Regions from separate parts of the Gossypium hirsutum genome. Here region 1 is linked to region 2. Evidence: chromatin contacts called from public Hi-C data. All regions are on one chromosome and are shown on one strand. Each heading gives the region's core, a stretch centred on a gene start, on an enhancer-like site or on the middle of the called end of the contact. The rest is flanking DNA. Distances are from core to core; before and after follow the strand shown. Region 1 has its middle 4.6 kb from the start of LOC107892209. Region 2 holds the start of LOC107892221 (glycerol-3-phosphate dehydrogenase [NAD(+)]).

Region 1 (7,635 bases), core at 1,835-4,334, 260 kb before region 2:
AATTGCTTCGCTGTTGCAAATAAAATACCACTCTTGACAGCTATAATAATTTGTCTTTTCCCTTTAGAAAATTCGAAAAACAGAAATAAATGAAATTTCCGTTGCCAAGCATTACCATATTGTTTTCTTCTCTATACATTTTACGTGTTCTTTGCATTGCCTTGTCCATTGTTCTTTGAGGATTAAAAAAAATATCAAATTAAAAACAAAATTTAAACCCAGGACATGACAAATATTTAAGTACAAAATTATTAATAAAATACTTGAATTGGTATTACTTATTAAATTAAATTTAAATAATTCGAAAATATTTTAACTTATTCGAAGCACTCTAATGACACCTATGAGAAAGAGTTGGAAATTTTAGGTCACGGAGAGAAGTAATTTCTTGATGGGTTAACTTTTATGTCTCCAACATAATATAATATTATATGTTTTCGTTTTCTTTATTGAAGAATATATCTATGGAGCAAATCAGAAGCTGCCAGGGCAGGCCTTAGTCTCTTCTTTTTTTCACATGTAAATGGAAGTAAACATAAAGATTTAAAATATATAGGCATAAAATTTGGGTTTTGAAGGAAACATAAAGATTTAAAATATATATGCATATTATAGGTTGGTGAGACTCTTTCTTAGCTTAAGTTGTTGCATGTGGATGATATTGGTTTGGTAATTGATTGTAGACAATTATGGTATGCTTTTTCAAATACTTATTTTGATATATCGGATTTAGATTGTTGACAAGTGTGTCTGTACATTAGTTTTAGCTTTCAATTATTTTTTTTGTTGGATTTATATAAAGTAATTCTCTTTTTAGCGTGGGCGATTTTATCATAGTCGAACTACTTTAAATTTGTTACTTATCTCTTTTCTATCCATGATATCTTAGATGATGATTGTTCTTATGTTTTATGTGAGAACGAGAGAAACTAGATTTGAGTGTATCCGGTAAACTTAATGACTTGATCTAAGTGCTTTCCTTTTTATTTTCTCTTTGGTATTCCGTTATAAAAAAAAAAGTATGGTTTTGATTTAAAAAAGGGAAGAAAAAATGACTATAGGTATGGGAGGAAACAACCAAAACCATATGACTGAATGGCACAGCTATGGCCATATCTATGTGGGACATTTCATTAGGAGTTTTCAAATTTCATAAGCCCCACAAGATAGGAGTAGTAGTACTATTTTATATAAAAACCTTTTCATGGGTTTTTTATTTGTTTACTTATTACTAAATTATTTACGGGATAAGATTTTGAAGTGTTCCTATCATTTACAAAACTTGACTTTTCTTCATTTTGGTAAGAAAAAAAGGACCTTCTTCTTTTGTCTTGTACATTAAGGCCATAGAGTGGTTCATCTCTCTCAAACAAACATAAAATCTTAGGGATTCTAAGACAACATACACTAAGCTAAGCAATAGTTAGCTATTGACTTAACTCCCAATAATTTTAATGATAATATTGGCTTCTTTTTTCCATAGCTACTTTTCAATTTTAGAAGTTAGACATTTTTCAAGGGTAAAACTTAGATATTAGAAGAGTTTTTTTATTATTATATTACAATCGACTTGGCCCTGAGTTAAGTCATAGTTCAATATTTTTCTTGTCAAAATGGTTTCTTTTTAAATTTGTCTTAATTCATTTATCCAAATTCATCATTCATTTGATATTAAAATTTTAAAAATATTTTATTAATATGTATTTTAGAATTAATATAAATATGAAGAATTTTTTAATTAAAAAATAGTTATTGGGATTAAGTCGAACTGTCAGGTCTATTGGACAACTAAAGTACTTTAATTCACATCTAGAGTAGACTTAATAGCAAGGCTTTTGATCGACCCTCTATTCCGCACATGTAAACGCATGAATTTTAACCATGTAGTAACCAAATCTTTCCCTTATCATTTACTTTTGCACTCTAAAAGGTAGTATATATGAAAAAATAACTAGTTTAATATATAAATTGGCTCATGATCTTCGTAAATTTTTTTCAAATTAGTCCTTAATTCTTCTTGAATCACATTAACCTCTAAAGATAGCATTTATGATTAACACCATTAATTTTATAACAGTTGAGTGACATGACTAAACACAATGATGACACATGAACAAACAGGGGAGCAACATGTTTCTTCCTATTTAATTATTCTAATATATATATTCAATAAATGTAAATAAGTTTTAAAATATAAGTAATATATGCAAGTTATAAAAGTTAAGAAAATTGAATATATATAATTGAAAAAACAGTTCAAATTTACAAAAATAATATTAAAATATACTTAAAATTTTAGAAAATTACAGAAAAATGAAAAAATATTTAACGATTCAAAAAATTGACTGATCAATATTTTTGTAATTTAATTTTTAAATTTTATAAAATTTTAACAATATGTTCTCTTTTTATTGAATTTTTTAAAATATTTTTTGAATTTTTAACTAATTGTTTTGTTTTATGTTTTGAATTATATATTAATTTTTTGAATTTTTATAATATATATTTCTTATATTTTCTAAAACAATTTTTTTTAAAATTTTTGAAGTTTTTTTTTTACAATTTTTAGAATAATTATAGAGGAAGACACTTGTTGTTTTCTTGTTTGTCCGTGTGTCACATCCTAATTTCGCCACATCACCCAAATATTTAAAAACTAACGGTGTTGACCATAAGGATCAATGTGATAAAAAAATCTAGAAGCCAATTTGAGAAAGTTAGCAAGTTTCGTTTATTGTCGTTAACTGGATACATTTACAATATGCAAACGCTGAGAATTAAATTTATTATCATGTCATATATTATCTTTCTGTCACCCAATCAACGTAGTTAATAAATCAAATAATTGAATAATTATTTTGTAATTTTTCATGATTTGGTGACTAAACAAATCTTAATAATAATTGGGTGACTAGTTTACCCTAAATAAAAATATGCATTGATGATATGTTTGTATATCTATACATACACGTAGGTGTATATATTATGTGTACTTCTTACATTACGATGAGAGTAGGGAGGGTCCAATTATTTAAATTAGGCCCGATTCATTGGGATGAAGTGGCCTATATATGTGTGCCATGATTGGCCCAGTTAAGACCAAAGAATCAAAAACAAGCTTTGCATCAACGAGTTCAGTTTCACCCCTCGGATTAATGCAATCTTTTCATTGAAAACTAAAATTAAAGAAACAAATTTAAGATTACCCAAACCAAGAAGTCATCGCCAAATTTACTTTCTTTTATGAAATCAACTCTAAGGACTAAAATTTTTATGATAATTTAGATGTTTTGAAAAACGTTAATTCAATTAAATTTTTTGTTTATAATATTCCCACTACATAGGACTTTATTCAATCGGTTATGCACTATATTTGTCCCTATAAAATATCAAAAAATTAATAGGTTATCTATATTTTAAAAATGATTGTTATTACTGTCTAAATTTTACTGGTTAACAGTTTTTTTAACTTTTTCGTTGATGAAATATTTTGATTTTTACTGTTATAACATTTATTCTAATCTAAATAAATAAAAGCAATTTAGAGTTTTCAAATAAAGAAATAATTATGTTAACAAAAGAAAAAGAAAAAAAAATTTGTTACCAGTAAAAATAAAGAAATAATTAAGTGAGTAATATTTAAAATTTTAAAAACACATTGTTAATTTTGATAATTTTAATATAAAAATATTAAGTAATTATATTTAAAATTTAATTACATAAGATTTGTTCAAAATCTTAGAAAGCTTTAAACTAAAAAAGTTACATGCATTTTTTTTAATGTATACATGCCTCCTTTTTTGTTAACTCTAAACTTTCTTTGATAAGTGCGATTTAGAAATTTCAAAAAAAAAATTAAATAAGGAATATTATTTGGTAAATTGATACATAAGTAGGGTTAGGGATTGACATGTGTCTTATAAAAATATATTGTCAGTGTACCAAATATTTATCCTTTAAATAATAAACTTCTAAGTATCTATGATTAATTTAATAGTTTTATTATAAAATTAATTTAATTTTAACTCATAAAAAACATAAATTATATATATTTAATAAAGTTAATTTATTTAAAATATGAAAACATAGGTGTCTCCCCTTATTTAAGTAATTACTTTTAATTCACAATCAACAAGAATTGACATCCTCACTAAAGATTCACTCAAAGCACTTAAAGCACTCAAAGTGTTTAAGGTTCAATAAATATTCACTCAAAATTAAATTTCCATAGGCTTGCTTGAAAATTAAATTTCCACCACTATAAAATGATATGACACATTAATCAAAAAGTCTTTAAGAGGTTATAATGGGGCTTAGGTTAAGGGTGTGAAAAAAACAACTAGAAAAAGTGGTTATAATCGAGATCGAGTTGATAAATTACCAAACTAAAAAAATAAATAAATGTTGAATTAAAAGAAAGTGCATCAATCAATACTATTCAAGAATAAAAAGGAGATTCTCAATAAAATATGAAATTAACTATTCAAGCTCAATTAACAAAGAATTAATCAATATTTTTTTTCGATTTTTTGAAGTAGAACAATAAGAATTAATTCAGCAATTCAAACAAATAGCATAGTTAGGCAACTAGCCAAATCAAATCTCAACAAAAAAGGGGTCAATAAAACTGGAAAGATTCACAACGAAAAAAAATGGGTTATGAGTTAACATTCACGGGTTAATCAAGAAAATGTGTGTTAGGCTCAACAGGGTTCACTAAGGGTTAATTCAATAGGCAGGTTTTTTATAGGTTAAGTGGGTTAAAACCTAAGTGTCTTTATCATCTCAGTATATCAAATCAAAGGTGTGGTCTCGACAAGCATAATCGAAGCACGTTCTAGAATAACAAATCAAGTTGACACACTCATAACCAATAATAAAATGAGCATGAAAAATGTATGCTTTATAGGCTCAAAATCTCACAAAAAATCATGGTTTTGATGTCACACTTGCAAATTTAAAACTTCAAGATAATACCACAATTCAGGGAAAAACCTAAAATTTTTAATTTCTGAAAAATACTCATCATGATTGACTCTCTATGTCTTAAATTTTAAATCAACCAATGCACAAATATCTACAAATTATTCCAAAACAGCATCATTAAAAATCCCAAATTGAAAACAATTCACTCTAATGGAAGTATGAGAAAATTACTTAAACATAAGAAATAATTCAGGGATTTTATAATAGTAATATAAATAACCTCCCCACACTTAAGACATATATTGTCCTCAATGTACAAACAAATATAAGCATAGAATAAGCAGAATATCATAAGAAAGGGAGAAAGCTGAAACTGCCCTAAATATAGATGAAATCGCCAAAATAGTGAAAACCGAAATTGTAGGCAAATCTAAATGTAGTGCATGGTTTCGAGCAAACTAATAAGAAAATAAACGCAAATAAGGAAGAAGATTAAGAGGTTACAAACTCAACTAGAAACAACCATAAAAATAAAAATAGAGTTCGAGAGAAAAATAAACTAAAGAAGTCAAAGAAATAAAAAAAACAACTAAAAACAAAAAGAAAATGAAAATGAAAAGAAAATAAATAAGATTAATGATCTTCATCATGAGAGTCATCGGGATCGTGAGGCGCCGGCGTTGTAGAAGAAATGTGGAAATACTGAAAGATCTACTACAAGGTCACATCAATACTGTTGAACCGCTTAAAACAGTGTTGCTCGAAACGAGTGAACCGCTTGGAGAGGTCCACTAGGGCGACAACAGGAGTAGTAGTAGGGTGACTCTAAGGTGAATGATGAGGTGGATCCTCATGATGGAAAGAGATATCATCAATAAAGTCCGCATGCTCATTTTGAGGGTCGGAATAAGATAATCGGTATCGAGGAGGATCTAGTCCACGCAGTCGCTCGATCATCCTCATCTGACTTATACTCGATAACCCCTACGAGGACATCTATCCAACTAGTATGAAGGAGGAGGACTGTTTCAGAGTGTCGAGGAGGCCAGAATGTCATGCGAGGTGAGTCACGTAAGGGCCTAAGTAGATAGGACCCTTCTTATTGCGTTCTGTCTGATGGCGACAAGCTAGGGTGATGAAGTTGGCAAGATCAAGGTGTGTCCCATCACCATGTTCCAAAATAAATATGCGTCGAATGTACCGACAAACCCGGTACTCTCTCTTCGATTGGTCAATGTGTGGACCAATATGGCATGAATATAGCACAAAGTCGGAGAAGGGAAGTCACCTTCAACTAACTCGAGTCATAAGACGTTGTACTAGCCATAAGTTGTGTCCAGCATAGAGACGACGAATAATGGATGTGCCGGTATAAAGTGAGAAACCCCTCGGCATTTATGAACCCCTCAGTATAGAGTCTTAAAGTAGCTCTGAATTCCGGGACGCTCAGATAGTGCATCGTATCGCCAAGTCGGAAAGTAATAGTGCCCATCTCATCATGGCTTGACATCATGTGCTGAAGAACAAATGTTGAAAAAAATATAAGGTCAGCTCCGAATTGGTGGGCTTGACGATGGAAAAGAAACAACCTCAATGAGCTGTAGCAATCAGTGCGTGGACTCGATCAACTAGAGAATATGCTCCAAGGCTGCCCAATCAATACAATGACCTAATCCTAGTGGCCACTGTCGGAGATGCTAATAGAGGTCCTCTTAAGGACCCTGTGAAAATCGTAGACACGGATGGCGTGCCTTGGCAGAAGGGCCCGAAGAAGAGGTCACGTTTGGCGTCTTCCACTTTTTCAAAACGGGGACTGTGACCTTAGATTTTCCTCTCGTGTTCGTCATGACGTACCTGAAATAAAGGGTAATCCCCTAAATCAATAGGAAATAAGATGGACAAAACACAACAATCATAATAAACATAATAACGTAGTCCAATAAAAACACGACTAATGAACCTAAACGAACAACGAATCTCAATGAAATATGAAACACATAATAAATAAATAAATAATAAGACAACACGAATGAGAATAAAAATGAAAAACAAAGTAATACAAATAAAAACGAAATTTAATATGCAAAATAATACGAAAAAGACAAACATATAATCAAAACAACTAATCCTAATAAACGAATAGAAAATCGAACCAAAAAATGTACTGGATGAAATTGATACTAATCATAATAATAAGAATAATAAAATAATAAACAATAATAAAAAAGAAAGAAAAAATAATAAGAATAATAAAAATAATAGTAAAAATAATAATAGAAATAAACAATAATAAGAAAAAGAAAAGGGTAAACGGTGGAGCACGGCACCGATTAACAGTGGTTGGAGGGGTGCGCATGGTGGTTGGTCTTTGAAAGATGCAGAGAAAATGAGCAGTGGAGGAGGCAAATGACCAATGTGACAAAAAGGAAGGGGGAAACCAGGGTCGGGGAAAGGGTGGTTGGGTCGATAATGAGGGAAGAAAATGAGGGGAAAGGGAAAAAGGCACGGGGAGAGGGGAGAGGGGAAAAGTTGTTCGTGCACGAATGGTTTGGACGCATTTTGTCGAAGGAGGAAGGGAGGTAGGGTCTCGAGGATGGGGTCCGAGGTGGGCTATGCGCGGTGGTGTGGGATGTAGGGGTGCGAAGAGTTTAGGGGAGGAAGAAAGGGGAAAGGGGAAAGGGGAAGGAAGGGAATCGTCGGTGGGGCGGC
Region 2 (6,904 bases), core at 2,104-4,603:
AGTTTTGCAAGAAATAGTGTTGGGCAAAACATGATCCAATCATGTTCCATTAATTTTGTTGAGCAAATTATGGATATAATTGGAAAGTTTGATGGTTTCTTTAACTAGTTCTTTCCTCGACAAAATATTGATTAAAATCGAATTAAGAAAATAATTCGAATCATTCGAGAGAGTGAATTAAAATATGTTAAGTTTAATGGGTTTTAATATTAATAATCAAATTCATATATTTTAAAATATAATAAAAAGTCGAAGTCCATTATAATATTCTTCAAATTCAAATAAGTATACTCATTATTTAAAGGTTAGATTATGCTATTAGTCCATGTACCATGCATTAGTTGTGGATTTAACCCCTACATCTCTAATTCGGTCATTTTCAGTCTTTGTACTCTTTTTAATTTTGAAATTTTAGTTATAACTAAATGATAGCTATTAATTTTATTAAGTTATATGATGTTATTTCTAAAATTTGATGTAACAAGCATACTATTCCATATGTAATGCTATGTAATTTTACTATTTGCGCACATTACTCACAAAAAATTAATTAATAAAATTAATGGTTGTCATTTAAGTCAAGATAAAAATTTTAAAATTTGAACTGTATAAAAATTGGAGGAATTGGACTAGATCTACAACTTTAAACATAGTACAAGACTAATAGTAGAATTTAACTATTACCGTTAGGTTAAGATTAAAATTTTAAAATTTAAAAAATACAAAGACTAAAATTGACTAAATTAAAGTTCATAAACTAAATCCACAAGGACTAATGTCAAACTTTTACGATATTCAAAACTCAAATCCAACCAAAATTATAAATTTCTCAACTAAATCTAACATTTAAAGAAAATAATGAAATACAATAATATTTCTTAAATCGTTTTGGTTAACCAACTCAACATGATTCAGTTATTGGATTCCATTATATACCCTAATGGCAAGAAGGGCTGGCCATTAAAGGGACACTTTTTATGCCTAGTGTGATGAATTGCAAACTCAAAGTAGACTCAATAAATTCAATAAAATTGACTTTGATTAATATGTGTCTGAAATTGTTGACGCCTGATTAACGATTTAAACTACCCATACGAGACTCCCCAAGACTTGAACAAATTTAAACCCTTAAATTGCTATTTGGACCCACCTGCTTAGCTTAATCACGCCTTACCTCTCGGCTTTTACCCTTTATATAAGTCCCCCACATTGTACGATGCCTAGCCACCCCACTACCTCCATTGGCTCCCACTTTATCACTATTCCAAAAATGGGATCGTCAACATTTTCATATATCTTTCACATTCTCTTCATTTCCCTCCTTGTTCCAAATCTAGCTTCTTCCTCGCCAGTTCAAGATCCTGAATTTGTTGTTGATGAAGTTCACAAGTAATTCATTTATATACTCTTACAATGTTTATATTGTATAAGATTAATGTGTACATATATGCATTGGTATGTTTTCATTTGCAGGAGTATCAATGCTTCGAGGAGGAACTTGGGTTACTTGTCATGTGGAACAGGAAATCCCATTGATGATTGTTGGAGGTGTGATCCGAACTGGGAGAAGAACCGGCAAAGGTTAGCCGATTGCGCGATTGGGTTCGGGAAGCATGCCATGGGAGGCAAAAATGGTCGAATCTATGTTATTACGGATGCCGGCGATGACGACCCGGTGAACCCTAGGCCGGGTACTTTAAGGCATGCTGTGATTCAAGACGAGCCATTGTGGATTATTTTCAAGAGAGATATGGTGATTACGTTGAAACAAGAATTGTTGATGAACTCTTTCAAGACAATAGACGGTCGAGGTGCGAGCGTTCACATATCGGGTGGACCATGCATCACCATCCATTATGTGTCGAACATCATAATCCATGGCATCCACATACATGATTGTAAACCCGGGGGTAGTACAATTATAAGAGACTCTCCCCATCATGCAGGGCATTGGACTCCATCGGACGGTGATGGTGTCTCAATCTTTGGCAGCAAGAATATATGGGTTGACCATTGTTCATTGTCGAATTGTCATGATGGACTCATCGATGTCATCCATGGATCCACCGCCGTGACTATATCAAACAACTACATGACCCATCATGATAAAGTCATGCTTTTGGGCCACAGTGATTCCTATATGCAAGATAAAAACATGCAAGTCACTGTTGCCTTTAACCATTTCGGGGAAGGTCTAATTCAAAGAATGCCAAGGTGTAGACTTGGATATTTCCATGTGGTGAACAACGATTACACCCATTGGGAAATGTACGCCATTGGTGGCAGTGCAAACCCTACTATCAACAGCCAAGGAAACAGGTTTCTAGCACCCAATGATAGATCAAAGAAAGAGGTAATTAATTTTCAAAGTCCTCATTAGCACGAGTTAACTCATATATATCACCATTTTCACACTACCATATGTAATGATTTTTGTAGGTGACCAAGCATGAGAATGCACCAGAGAGTGAATGGAAACGCTGGAACTGGAGATCCGAAGGAGACTTGATGTTGAATGGAGCCTTTTTCAGGCAAACCGGTGCTTCTGGTGCATCTTCAACCTTTTCTAGGGCTTCGAGCCTTAGTGCTAGACCATCTTCTCTTGTGGGTACAATGACAATGACTGCTGGCGCACTCAAATGTAGAAGGGGTTCCCACTGCTAGTTTTAAACTTATAATTAGCAGTTTAATTATAATTTAGTCTTTTTGTTTCTTTTAAGAATGTAATGAAACGACGACCTCTGCATGTTGCCTGAAATTGGACACAACTTGGATTAATCATTAATCCTATACAGTTAATTTGTAGTAATTTTCTGTATTGATAGATCAAAGCATGCAACTGCAGTTTAGGGTTGCTTTTATGTAATCTGCTATAAGTGGCTAAAGTGTACTTTTTCATGAAAGTGATTGTCTTTATTGATAAGAGAGTTTTGCTTGTTTTATCTACATAACGTATAAAAAGTATATATTTTATATCTCTTAAATGCTTTCATGGATAAAAAGTCAAACCAAAGCATTAATTATAATGGAAAAAGATAAAAAGTATTTATATAAAATGTTGTGAGCGTTTGGATAATTGTCACCGAAAAAGTTATTGCTTTTGAAGTACCAAAATGTCAATGCAAACAAACCCAATTAATCATCAATTAATTTATTCTTTGTCGTTGAAAAAAATTAAAATATAGAATTTTACTAATAAAAACTTAATAATAATAGTAATAGTATTCCTTAAAAAATTAATAATAGTAATAACCAAAAATGGAAAACCTTAATTTAGAAAATTAATAATAGTAATAATCATGCGATCTAGTTTTGATGTGTGAAACAAACAATGGTTTATAGGAAGAAAATTTTCATATAAAAAGGAGCAACTAAAAGCCAAGTTTTGGGCGTAAATCATGGAGAAACTGAATATCTGAGCTAGACCGCAATGTGATTTGAGTAGAGTGGGAATGCAAGACAGAATCTCCCGCATGCACTCATAGCTTCAAGCTTTTTGGTATGTTTATTACATTGTGATTAATTAAAGTCAGTCACTGTCTCAAACATTTGCAAATGCCAATTGCAATTTACTAAACTTCTTTCTATCTCATATCATCTTCTTGCAGACCTTTGCTTTTACCATGAATATCAAGTATCTCTCCCTATCTATCTCTATATATTGACCCAACCAGTTTTGGGCTAAAATATATTGACCCATTAGAAAATGGGTCTAAGATATTTCTTTATTGAAATGGACCCAAGACAAGTTCCACGACGGTTTTTGTTCTTTGGATCATAGCCTTCATTGGTCTCACTTTCATTTTTATTCACTGATAAATTGCCAAAACAACCATGTCATTACAAAATTACTTTGCAAAGTGAGGTCCAAACTTGCAGTAGTTTTGACTTGGAAAGAAAACCCGAAGGAAGAAAGCAAAAGCAACATAGAGTAGATCGCCAACTTCAACAAATGAAAGCATAAAAGATAACTTTGTTTCATTGTTTGTGACGACAACGTGTCTGTCATCTCCGCCCTCATGCGCTTTCATTTCCCCTTATATTCTTCTTCATCTTTCTCCCTCTTTTCTGACTTCACTTTCATTTCTTCATTGCCACTCATCTTTTCTTCCTCCCATTTCTCCCCTTTCATTTCAATGGCTCCTGCTTTTGAACCTCTCTCTCCCCCACACCAAGAAGCTGAACCCCAAACTGCAACACCCCATCACGCTGACACTGTAAACAATTTTGGGAATGATGGTCAAGTTGTCTCTAAATCAAAGGTCACTGTTGTTGGTAGTGGTAATTGGGGTAGTGTTGCTGCTAAGCTCATTGCTTCTAACACTCTCAAGCTCAACTCTTTTCATGGTATTTGTCTACCCTTCACTCATCTTTTTGTTTCTTGCATGATTTTCCGTTTCTTTCAACGATTTAGAAACCGGGGAAAAGCTCCCCAAAGATGTTAGCTTGTGAGATTCATATGGTGGAATGATGAAAAAGATTACTTAACTATGTTTAGAAGTATTGAGATTTGATAATACTAAGTGGAAGTTTTTATGGTTTTAGATTTGGAATTGAATTGCAATTTGTTCTAATGAAAAATCCAGATGAAGTGAGGATGTGGGTATTTGAGGAGACATTGCAAACGGATGAAAAGCTTACAGATGTCATTAACAAAACTAATGTGAGCACTTGAAAACATTCATTTTCTGTCCATTTGTTTATTTTCTTGTAGATTTTCTCAACCTGTAAGTGGGCTTGCTTTTGTTTCACTAGGAAAATGTTAAATACCTTCCTGGTATTAAGCTCGGCAAAAATGTCATTGCGGATCCAGACCTCGACAATGCAGGTAATCAATTTCCCCTTTTTTCTTTACATTTCTTGTACCCTTTTTGCTTCATTTATATTCTTGAATGCTTGTAGCTAGGGTAGTTAGGGATAGATGTTCACTATGTTTACGGTTGAAATCGAAATTCTGCAGTAAAAGATGCAAACATGTTGGTCTTTGTGACCCCTCATCAATTTATGGAGGGCATATGCAAGAGGCTTGTTGGTAAAGTAAGGGGAGATGTTGAGGCTATTTCTCTTATTAAAGGGATGGAGGTCAAAATGGAAGGCCCTTGTATGATCTCCAATCTTATATCCGAGCAGCTCGGCATCAATTGTTCTGTTCTAATGGGGGCAAATATCGCAAATGAGGTAATCAGTTGATATACTTGAGAAGTTCACATACAAATTACAGTGTCATTTTGCCATTGGTTTCTCACAAGTAACTAGTTGAGCCTATAGATCGCTGTGGAGAAATTCAGTGAAGCAACGGTTGGATATCGAGACAATCGAGAGATTGCGGAGCAATGGGTTAAATTATTCAGTACCCCTTATTTCATGGTCACTCCTGTGAGTAATATTGCTACACTTTTTTCATTCGAGCTCTAATTAATATCAGAATCATGAATTGTTGAATTGGTACAGAGCATAAAGTACGAATGTAATGCATTTTAAGAAATATTTTGGCCTTCTGTTTTCACGAACAAACAGGTCCAGGATGTGGAAGGGGTTGAACTATGTGGAACTTTGAAGAATGTTGTGGCCATTGCAGCTGGTATGTAATACAGTAACATGTTTTCATCCTTCTACACAAACTTATGAATTAAAAGCAATCCTAATTCTTAATCTTACAGGTTTTGTGGATGGACTTGAGATGGGAAATAACACAAAGGTTCTTACATATGATTTTTCTTTTTTAAAAATAAGTCTTTCATATTCTTGGCCGTCATTTCTCACTGTTACTATGTAAATTATTAGGCTGCGATAATGCGAATTGGTCTAAGAGAGATGAGAGCTTTCTCCAAACTGTTATTTTCATCTGTTAGGGATAGTACCTTCTTTGAAAGCTGCGGAGTTGCTGATGTCATCACAACATGCTGTAAGAGCACATACATATCCAGACCTTCTATTTGAGAAAACTAATCTACTTTGGTTCTAAAACTATTACATTCGTCGCAGTGGGGGGAAGAAACCGAAAAGTTGCAGAGGCATTTGCTAGGAATGGAGGAAAAAGGTTAGCTTTAACGATTTGGTGAACAAGTTTTTGCCATTATAAAATGCAAATTCTAACCATACTGTTTCTTATATACAGATCTTTTGATGACCTAGAAGCTGAGATGTTGCAGGGCCAGAAATTACAGGTAGATCTTAAAACATGAAAAGTATGGTCTTGAAAATAATAGCCAAATTCGAGTAAATCTCAAACAGCTTCAAAGATGTTTTTGAATGCCTATTTTCTCGGTTCCGAATTAACCTCTTGTATTGGTTTATTATACTTAGGGTGTATCCACGGCAAGAGAGGTCTATGAAGTTTTAAGCCATCGCGGATGGCTAGAGTTGTTTCCTCTATTTGCAACAGTGCATGAAATCTGTGTTGGTCGACTTCCACCATCAGCCATTGTCGAATACAGCGAGAAGAAACCAAGGTTATCCCTCTTAGAGGACCCCGCCTGTTACCAATGACTTGTACTAAAAGATCTTACATTTCAGTTCGTAGAAGTTGCTTTCTTCATTTACTCATCAGTCAGCAAGTATAAAAGAGAAGGCTCGAACAAAGACTGCAAAAATGTCTTGCCAATGGCAACAACATGTTGAGTGTTGAATTTGAAGATGATAGGAAAGTTTCTTACGACTAGAAGGTGGTTTTTTTTTTTTTTGGGGGGGGGGTGGGGGGTACACTTTCTTAAATCAAGGTTCCGAATTATGTTTTTCTTTAGATGTTTGATGTCATGTAGGCTGCATAATGCTGAATGAGTGATTGTTGAAGTACTTGAGCAAAATGTATCGGTCACTATGAAAAATATTGAATAACCTTTACATATCCTTGGCAAGGATGTGCAAATCAAATGAAATGTTTATTTACATTAATTGAGTGAAA

Evidence for each region. Hi-C and Micro-C count contacts between places; a contact is called where the count stands out from the background.
Region 1: a contact with region 2 is called in a Hi-C map of leaf, with 2.6 times the contacts expected there. The contact joins the enhancer-like site here to the promoter of LOC107892221 in region 2. A contact is called at or near these places in 2 of 34 Hi-C or Micro-C datasets (both in leaf).

The regions. Positions count from the first base shown.
Region 1 is chrD09:10,814,945-10,822,579 of Gossypium_hirsutum_v2.1, reverse strand. No RefSeq gene overlaps it. Among protein-coding and RNA genes, the nearest start is that of LOC107892209, 4.6 kb to the left of the region's middle. Within about 2 kb of position 3,084, at least 1 of the 9 cell types and tissues checked has an H3K27ac peak or open chromatin away from gene starts, as enhancers often do. A contact at or near this core is called in leaf, where this site is marked.
Region 2 is chrD09:10,557,902-10,564,805 of Gossypium_hirsutum_v2.1, reverse strand. It overlaps LOC107892221 (glycerol-3-phosphate dehydrogenase [NAD(+)]), which reads left to right and starts at 3,353. Exons shown (of 12, transcript XM_016817235.2): 1 at 3,353-3,499; 2 at 3,609-4,347; 3 at 4,587-4,663; 4 at 4,756-4,828; 5 at 4,961-5,178; 6 at 5,269-5,376; 7 at 5,518-5,581; 8 at 5,661-5,698; 9 at 5,785-5,905; 10 at 5,986-6,040; 11 at 6,119-6,167; 12 at 6,307-6,894. The coding sequence starts at 4,020. The coding sequence ends at 6,489. It overlaps LOC107892218 (pectate lyase), which reads left to right and starts at 1,230. Exons shown (of 3, transcript XM_016817234.2): 1 at 1,230-1,389; 2 at 1,474-2,353; 3 at 2,440-2,809. The coding sequence starts at 1,271. The coding sequence ends at 2,664.